Linked DNA regions of Bicyclus anynana: region 2 is linked to region 1. A link is a contact called in public Hi-C data. All regions are on one chromosome and are shown on one strand. The core of a region is the stretch at or near the end of the contact, and the rest is flanking DNA. Distances in the headings are between cores, read along the strand shown.

The links. A called contact is a pair of places that touch in the nucleus more often than the background predicts.
Region 2: a contact with region 1 is called in a Hi-C map of whole body, with 3 times the contacts expected there. The contact joins the promoter of LOC112053784 here to the enhancer-like site in region 1. A contact is called at or near these places in 2 of 2 Hi-C or Micro-C datasets (whole body and whole larva).

Annotation. Positions count from the first base shown.
Region 1 is chr18:10,057,638-10,061,792 of ilBicAnyn1.1, reverse strand. LOC112053782 (paired amphipathic helix protein Sin3a) reads left to right here. Exons shown (of 31, transcript XM_052887073.1): 12 at 1,989-2,111; 13 at 3,296-3,386. Among protein-coding and RNA genes, the nearest start is that of LOC112053782, 32 kb to the left of the region's middle. Within about 2 kb of position 2,057, at least 8 of the 8 cell types and tissues checked have open chromatin away from gene starts, as enhancers often do.
Region 2 is chr18:10,090,249-10,094,403 of ilBicAnyn1.1, reverse strand. LOC112053784 (protein seele) reads right to left here and starts at 1,723. Exons shown (of 7, transcript XM_052887077.1): 1 at 1,509-1,723; 2 at 1,341-1,408; 3 at 182-281. The coding sequence starts at 1,596. LOC112053782 (paired amphipathic helix protein Sin3a) reads left to right here and starts at 2,486. Exons shown (of 31, transcript XM_052887073.1): 1 at 2,486-2,665.

The DNA.
Region 1 (4,155 bases), core at 808-3,307:
AGCTTGACCCCGCCCACAAATTCATAGTCCATTGAAAATTTACATTTACGTTTGCGTTTTTTAGAGGAAGCAATTTAATTTTTTTGATAGAGGTGTTCAGTGGAAAGCTAAAACCAAGTTTGTGGGGTCGCCACCCGCCGCCATCTTAAAAATAGGGGTTGAAATGGTTTTTACGATATATCTCTGTCTTTTAAAAATAAATTGGTAACGTTTTTTGTTGCAAATTAAAATATCTACAATTTTGATCCAGTAACTTTTTGTTGTAGAATCATAAATAAAAAAGTTATAACGAGGATAACATTTTTTTCCGAAATGAGTACTAATTTTCTGTACTCATATACATATATTATACGTGTGTAATAAGTTATTGTTTTTTTTTATTGTTTTTACGATAATCTTTTATAATTATTAATTTTGCAATATTATTAATAATTAATTATAGATTTGCCACTCATTACAGAATTTTACATTTTTTCGAAAAGGCTGAGCGCGGAGTATTTGTGACTTATAAAATCACCGTGGATTATGCCTATTGGGGATACCACGTAAAAAAAAACGCGCCTCCAGACTCTACCTCGTGGGTGGTGGGGAAAAGAGTCCATAATGAATTATTAACGGCATCATTAATAATTAAAAAGATTATCATAAAATATGAAAAAAAAACAATAACTTAGTACATAGTACATTAGAAGTGCGCTTGGTTGAAAATTACAGCCGAGGCGATATTGCAATAGTAAGGAAGCAGAGGTTCGTACGACGTTTTATAATACATTTGCGAGGAAACATACTTTGAACACACTTTCTGAAAATGAATTGTCATCATAATATGCAAAACAGTTGCATATTATGATGACATTTTGATAAACTTGTCATTTTTGCACAGATAGCAAAGTGCCAACAGACTCCAAAAATAGCCAGTATTACTAATAAAGTAAATTAATATTTTTGTGTTTCTTGTAAAGTTAAACGGTTGTCATTTATTGTCAAAATTATGAAAATAAAAGAATTAAATGTTTTTTTTTCATTATATTTTATCTCACAAAGTAAATTTTATTCATAAAATGTTGAGCACTTTTTTGACATAAATACTCTTTGCTAAGCTTTAAAAAAGTACCATTCGTTTTTACATTTCCTTGTGCGTTTTACTTTACATTACGGCACATGTGCGTAAAGAGACACATTACAATATTGAAATTGGTGAAATAAGAGATACTTTACGAGCAAATGTGTTACACTTTATTATTACACACGTAAAATGTATGTATAGTTATTAGTTATGAGTACAGAAAAATAGTACTTATTCTGGAGCGCTGTAAAACCTTAGCTATTGTGACTTGATGAAAAAATGGTTTTTTCGTTATAACTTTTTTATTTATGGTTCTACAACAATAAGTTACTGAACCAAATGTTACAACATTTTTTATCAGACAAATACTCAAAGAGATATATCGTACAAACCATTTTAACCCCTATTTTCAAGATGCCGGCCATGAGACAAGGGTGGCGACCCCACAAACTTGGTTTTAGCTTTCCACTGAACACATATAAAAATAAAAATGCGTCTTCAAAAAATGTAACATTTCAATGGACAATAAGAACAAAACTTGGTTTCATAAAAATTGGTTTGGTAATTTTGAGATATAAGAGTTAATGAATCTTGAATGAATGAAAAATTGGTTTAGTAATTTTGAGATATAAAAATAATTAAAAATGTGTTACAAGCGTCTAAAGTTGATATCATTTTTGCATTGTTATCTAGACTAATATTATGAAACTGAAGAGTTTGTTTGCTTGAACTCGCTAATCTCAGCATTACGATCTACTGGTCCGATTTGAAAAATTCTTTCAGTGTTAGATAGCCCATTTATCGAGGAAGGCTATAGGCTATATTTTATCCCCGTATGCCTATGGTAACGGTAACCACGCGGGTGAAACTGCGCGGCGTCTACTAGTAATTGTATATTTAAAGAATTCTGTTGTCGGTACAGCCCCGCGTGGAACGAGAGAGCGAGGCAGAGCGTTTCCCGAGCGCGTCGCCGCCGCAGGCGCCGCTCATGGCGCACGCAACGCACTCTGCGCCCGCGCCCCACGCCATACACCATCATGCGCAGGTATGTACACGCAGTGGCGTGCACAAGGTTTTTTTTTTTATTCTTTACAAGTTATCCCTTGATTACAATCTCACCTGATGTTAAGTGACGATGCAATCTAAGATGGAAGCGGGCTAACTTGTTAGGAGGAGGATGAAAATCCACACCCCTTTCGGTTTCTACACGACATCGTACCGGAACGCTAAATCGCTTGGCGGTACGTCTTTGTCGGTAGGGTGGTAACTAGCCACCAGCCAGACCTAGACTAATTCAGAAAACCTCAATCGGCCCAGCCGGTAATCGAACCCAGGACCTCCGTCTTGTAAATCCACCGCGCATACCACTGCGCCACGGAGGCCGTCAAAAGGTTTTTATAAAGGTTTTCATAAAAATTATACAAAAATCTTTTCAACAAAAAATTTTACCGTTTTTCATGAAAATTAAATGGGACCAATCTGGAAGCGTACTCTTTCAAACGAAAAAAAAATTTTTAAAAACAAAAAAAAAAAGAATTTTTAAAAACATAAAAAAAAAGTGGAAAATCCCATTTGGGGGTAGGCAATCATTATAAAATATACATAAAATTGAAAATTTTGAAAATCCTCTGAATGTCATGAAATTAATGAAGTCATCAATATTCTCTTTCAGTGAGTGAGCTTTCATTTGAGTATATTTTACTCTAGTATATTTACAGACATTCGTTTATTCACGACACGTTATTCGGACATTCATTTCTAATTCGTTTGTTGGTAAATAGTACTTATTCAGTAATATACTACTCAGGCTGCTATTCCGGCAGCTACTACAGGCTTTAGTATAGGTATCTATAGTTTTAGCAAGACTCAAAAGTGATTACATAAATAAGAAAAGTAATGTCGAACAAAGGCAACCAAAATAAGACCCTAGAACGGCAGAGAATGACCTTGAGTGAAGTCACGCACCTGTGAACGATGTGTGTAGAGTTAAAGGATCCATTGACTGTTGAAAACACTCCCCTTTTCCACTCAAGTCACTCTCCCCGCCTATCACAAGAAACCCATAAAGAATTACACAACAAGAGATGTGGACGGCTCGAACGCCACGAGCACACTGAAGCCGTCCGTACCGCAAGTCGTTGCAACGCGGCGATAACAATAGATACTAAAGCCATACCCGATGTGCACAGTTCACTAGCAAATAATGTAATTGTAATACATTGTTAACAGCAAGTTGCTAAACACACGGCCACGAGTGTACAGCCGCCACAGCATCATCATCTCAAGAGATCGCCCAGCTTTGGATCGTCCACGCCGATCGGTAAGTTCTATTAAAAAAACAAACTAAAATACAAAAGTGCTTGCTTTGTGATACAACTTTACTAGCTTATAAGAAGTGCAAAGGGGGCTGCCCATCGGATAATATCATATGGAGATGATAATAATATAATCTATAAATAACAATCTCTTCTTACACAAAAAGTTCGCCAGTGTACCAAATCGGCGATGTACTCGTAACATTTGAAGCTGTATTAATTTTTTTTGTTACCAACAAGTTTAACAACAAGAAATAGATAAAACAAACAAACCAATCATAAGTCTGTAAATATGTCGTAAAACTCAGGCTGTATGGTCAACAATCTTTGCTTCATAAAACGTTGTGGCAAACATTTTTGAAATAGAAATATTTTTTTTAAAATATCAAGTAAATTGCTGGGTGGTTCTGGTGGCCAGGTAAATTACTGGGCTGGGGATGGGCATTCCTTTTTTTTTTTTTAATTTTAAACTTTTGCTGCTAGTGAAATACAAAACCTTATTTATACTATGTGTGACCCAGGACTTGAAACCTCGGGTTGAAATTAAAATGTAAACAAAAAAAATAACATTTATAATGTAAATGAAATGAAAATATATTAATTAAAAAAAATATATATATTTTCTAGTTTTGTTGAGTTGAACTTTTGCTCTTTGAGAAATGATGAAACACATGCGATGTGCAAAAACAGAATAACCCTGTTGATATACGCATGCTGCCTTCCTTCTGACAACCCCAGCAAACAAATCACTTATTTAAACTATTTATTAAATTT
Region 2 (4,155 bases), core at 474-2,973, 33 kb before region 1:
GATTCTGTCTCCTCAGAATGGGAGGGGTAAAGCCAACAACAACAACACTGGCATTGCCAATTGGCAGACTTCACACACAGAGAACTAAGAAAATTCTCTGGTATGCAGGTTTCCTCACAATGCAATGTCATAATAGTCCAGTGGATATGACCTCTGCCTTCAACTCGATACATATACTTACATATTTCATCAATAACTTCAGATATGTATACAGCCGAACGATGAGCTGGCACCTTATCCTGCATGGTGTTTCCATCAGCATCCATCCGGAAATTGCCAACCTGATCAACATTATTACAAAATTAATATTAATACAAGACTCGATGTACTAAAAATTTATAATTTTCACAATTATCATCCCACTATCCCAGGCATCCCTTCTTATAGGAGAAGGGATATGGGACTTAAACCCACCATACTTCTCCAATGAATGTTGAAGATGCATGCAACGAGAAAGTCACATTAGAGACGTGATAGACCAGTGGATATGACCTCTGCCTTCGATTTGGAGGGTGTTGGTTCAAATCCGGTCCGGGTATGCACCTCCAACTTTTCAGTTATGTGCATTATAAGAAATTATACTAGTTAGCTAGTTCTGATCTGAAGTTCTGGGGCAGGGAAACAAAAATCTTGACATAAGATAAGTTGCCATAGCCCAAAATTTAGTTAGGCAGAACACATCCTCAGTAAAACCTACCAACTAAGTAACAGTGACCAAATTGCCTGCCTTACAGATCCAGTGAGCCATAAGCCAGACTACGAAATATATCACCCTTTTTTGGAGAGCATGTTAAGTTATTGGTATTAGTCCTGCCCCCCTAGCCAAGTGGCACGTCAATTCTCTTTCTACAATCACTGACACTTTGAAAACTCGAAAAATGTATGGGAATGACATATTTTGCTAATGACGGGTCATGTGATCAAGGTTGGTCATTCCCAAACATTTTTCTAGTTTTCAACATTTCATAGTGATTAATAAAACATTGAACAAGCTTCCCGACCTCGCCAACCTGCATTGGAGCAAGGTGATATGTCTAAGGTTGATTGTTTCTTCCTAACAGCGGCATGCACAAGGTTTTTAATCAGGGTATGTACTATAAGTAAAAACTGGAAACTTCAACAACTATGTATTCTGTGGTCTAACATAGGTCTCTATTGAGTCCTTAGGGTAGGTAGTGCATTTTTGCATCTATGAAGTGACGCCACTTCTTCATATAGGATCGAGGCCTCGTAATAGGCTAAATAGTTAGCCTATTCAGCCTACTAATGACATCAAATTACTGTACTGATTTTTAGTGGGACATAAGCATGTATTAAGGAAAATTATAACAGAAACTTACGTCTACTTTTTTCCATTTTTCTACACTTAATATAGCTTTATTCAATTCCTCGAAGGTCTGCCGGCACACTGAAAACGATTATAACACTTTGATTAGTAATTTTAACTCAGAAAATTTTAAAGAAATAATATTAATTAAACGTTTAAGAAGTTTAACAAACAAACAAACCTAAGCATCTCAAATTCTTTGCGTCTATCTTCGCAGAAACTCCTACCATTAAAAGAGTAAGTGTAAAGAAAACTATTTTAATTTTCATGTTTAACAAATTTTCTCTATTAATGTGCTTATTCGAGGAAAAACTTTGAAAATATGAGTTAGAATTTCAGTAAATACGTGGAAAATTGGTTTAAAACACGAACTCGTTTCTGATTGGATGGACATTGATTGTCAATGTCATTGTCATGTCATTCGTGCTTCGGCTTTACTTTTTTTTTTAATTTTAGGCACTCCGCATTATCTAGATTCTGTGGCAGAGGTTGATAATCAAACATGAATTTAAAAATTTAAATAAAGTGAAATCAAATATTTTTAATGTTGAATTTTAATATTAAAACATCTTTACATAATTTATTTGATTTTTGGTTTCATTCATTTGGTTTGGTTTTGTATTCAATTCAAAAAGAAAATTCTAGCAACATTTCAAATAATTTTAGGCTAAGTTCACAGGAACTACGGCAGTTTGCGTACAATGTCAAATGACAAAAATAAAATTAAATGACGTTAGCACGATGTTTGATTTTTTATTAAGTACAGACGTAGCAGATCCATTAATTATTTTGTTGAAAAATAAGAAATTATTCATTAAAATGTCATTATAAAATTGAATGCGAATGAAGTCTTTTATCTGGTTTTGCCTTAGAATATCAATGTGTGCGTACCTCAATATCAATCAAAATGTGAACGGACGTCAAAACAGAAACTATTTAATTAAATTTTTCCCTGTTACATCAACTATGTCATATTCAAAATGGAAATTAATTTTAAAAATACGTTATTTTATTTATTTTTATCAAAACATATACTTATAAGTCAAATCTAACGAGTAATATAAAAAAAGAAATTGTATTTTCTTGCTCCCTCGCTCACCCATTCTCCGGTTTTCCGCCCGTCGCCCTCCATCATCAACCGACCAAACTAAAAAACCAACAGTTCGCATTCGGTCTCTTTGCGCGCAGGACGTTTGCTTGACGGAATGTATATTTTTTTTGTGCACATAAAATCCTCACAAAATCTTAAAATACCATAATCAAAGCATTTATTTCGCCGAAAAGTGACGTTCCCGTGAATATTGCCGAGAAAGAAGACTGTTTCAAGTAAAAATACAGGTAAGTGAATAGTTGACAGGTTGCGTCTTATCCTATTGAATGCTTATTAATTACGTATTAGATCAATACTAATTGCTTTTTCTACCAAATTCAGTAAATCTGTAGTCATAAGAATATATTTTAGTGCCATATTGTGGAATGTGGTAATTTCACACCTGTGCCCAACCATACGGTCTATGTGTTTTAACTAAAATAACAAGAATATAATAAACCCCTAAAACTTGTGTCAACGTAGCCGTGAATCGAAAGTATTGCTCAAAAAAAATGGGAAATGTCATAATGATACCGCTCGCCATCTCCGCGACGACTTGGCAACGCGACACTCATCGTACGGTTGGTCGTGTGTAAAAAATGTAATCGCCGTAAACAAGCAAGTGAGAGTCCTACCGGCGTTTCCCTTTGTTTTCCGTGTGAAATCGGCCCTTTGTCCTTCACGGAGTAGCGCTGGGTGCGCCGGGCTACAGGAATTTCGACTCTAGAAAAGTACCATAATACATGATGATATACATTCGTGGGTCGGGCCGCGCTTCGCCGTTCCCCGCGTCGTTTTCACGGCGGCTGTGTTAGTGTGTACCTACGAGTTATACGCCTGTGTGCGCGTGCGGTAGTTTGTTTATAGTATTGGCCCGGCATAAATAGCCTGTATGTTTAGTGCCATAAGGCTCACAATGGTATGTAGGTCGGCGTCCTCGGCGGTGTTTGTCTATCGATCTGTGCGGTGGCCAATGGCACATGTCCTGCGCGGCCGTGCCTCGCCCCGCTCCGGTGAAAGCCGGCACGATGTATCACGCTCCCATATATATTATATGTACTACTATCTTATCACGTTAGACGCTGTTACGTCGCTAGCTTTGTCCGCTCGCGGCCAACTCGATTTCATATTTATACGTGATATAGTTGGCTCGGAGTGGGTGATAGTCGTGAATGTTTTGTCGACGACGGCTGCTCTGTTTGCGGAGCGTCACAAGGGGGACGAGGGCGCGGGAGGTGGGGGAGGGGGGGAGCGCCCGAAATAGAAGCGCGGATTGGAAACCGAGCGACGTGGCAACACCGCGCCACGGTGAGCTCAGTGTCGGTTCAAAATGGCGCCTGTGCGTGATCGATACCGTGATATTCTAGTTAAAAATGTCCGTATTTGTGATATATCTGGTTGTTGGTCGGCCCGAGCGGTGCCCTGTGACCGCGGGGCGTGCGCCCCACATGCCGGTGTCCGACCCCAATGTACGTATCTTCAACCATATTGCGCCGACACTTGGCTAGCTATGGATATGCCTAGCGCCCCCGAGTTCGAGCTAGACCGTAGACGCCCCTTCAATGGCCTAGCTCGCATATCCATAACTAACCTTAATTTAGAATGTTAATACGTTATATGAAACTTCGGATGCGTTTACTTTTTTTCAGGTGTTACGTAATAGTACCCTCCCTTACAAGCACGAGTATTTAAATTACTTTAACTACTCTTCTTGTTTCATATCGAGAAGCTTATGCTA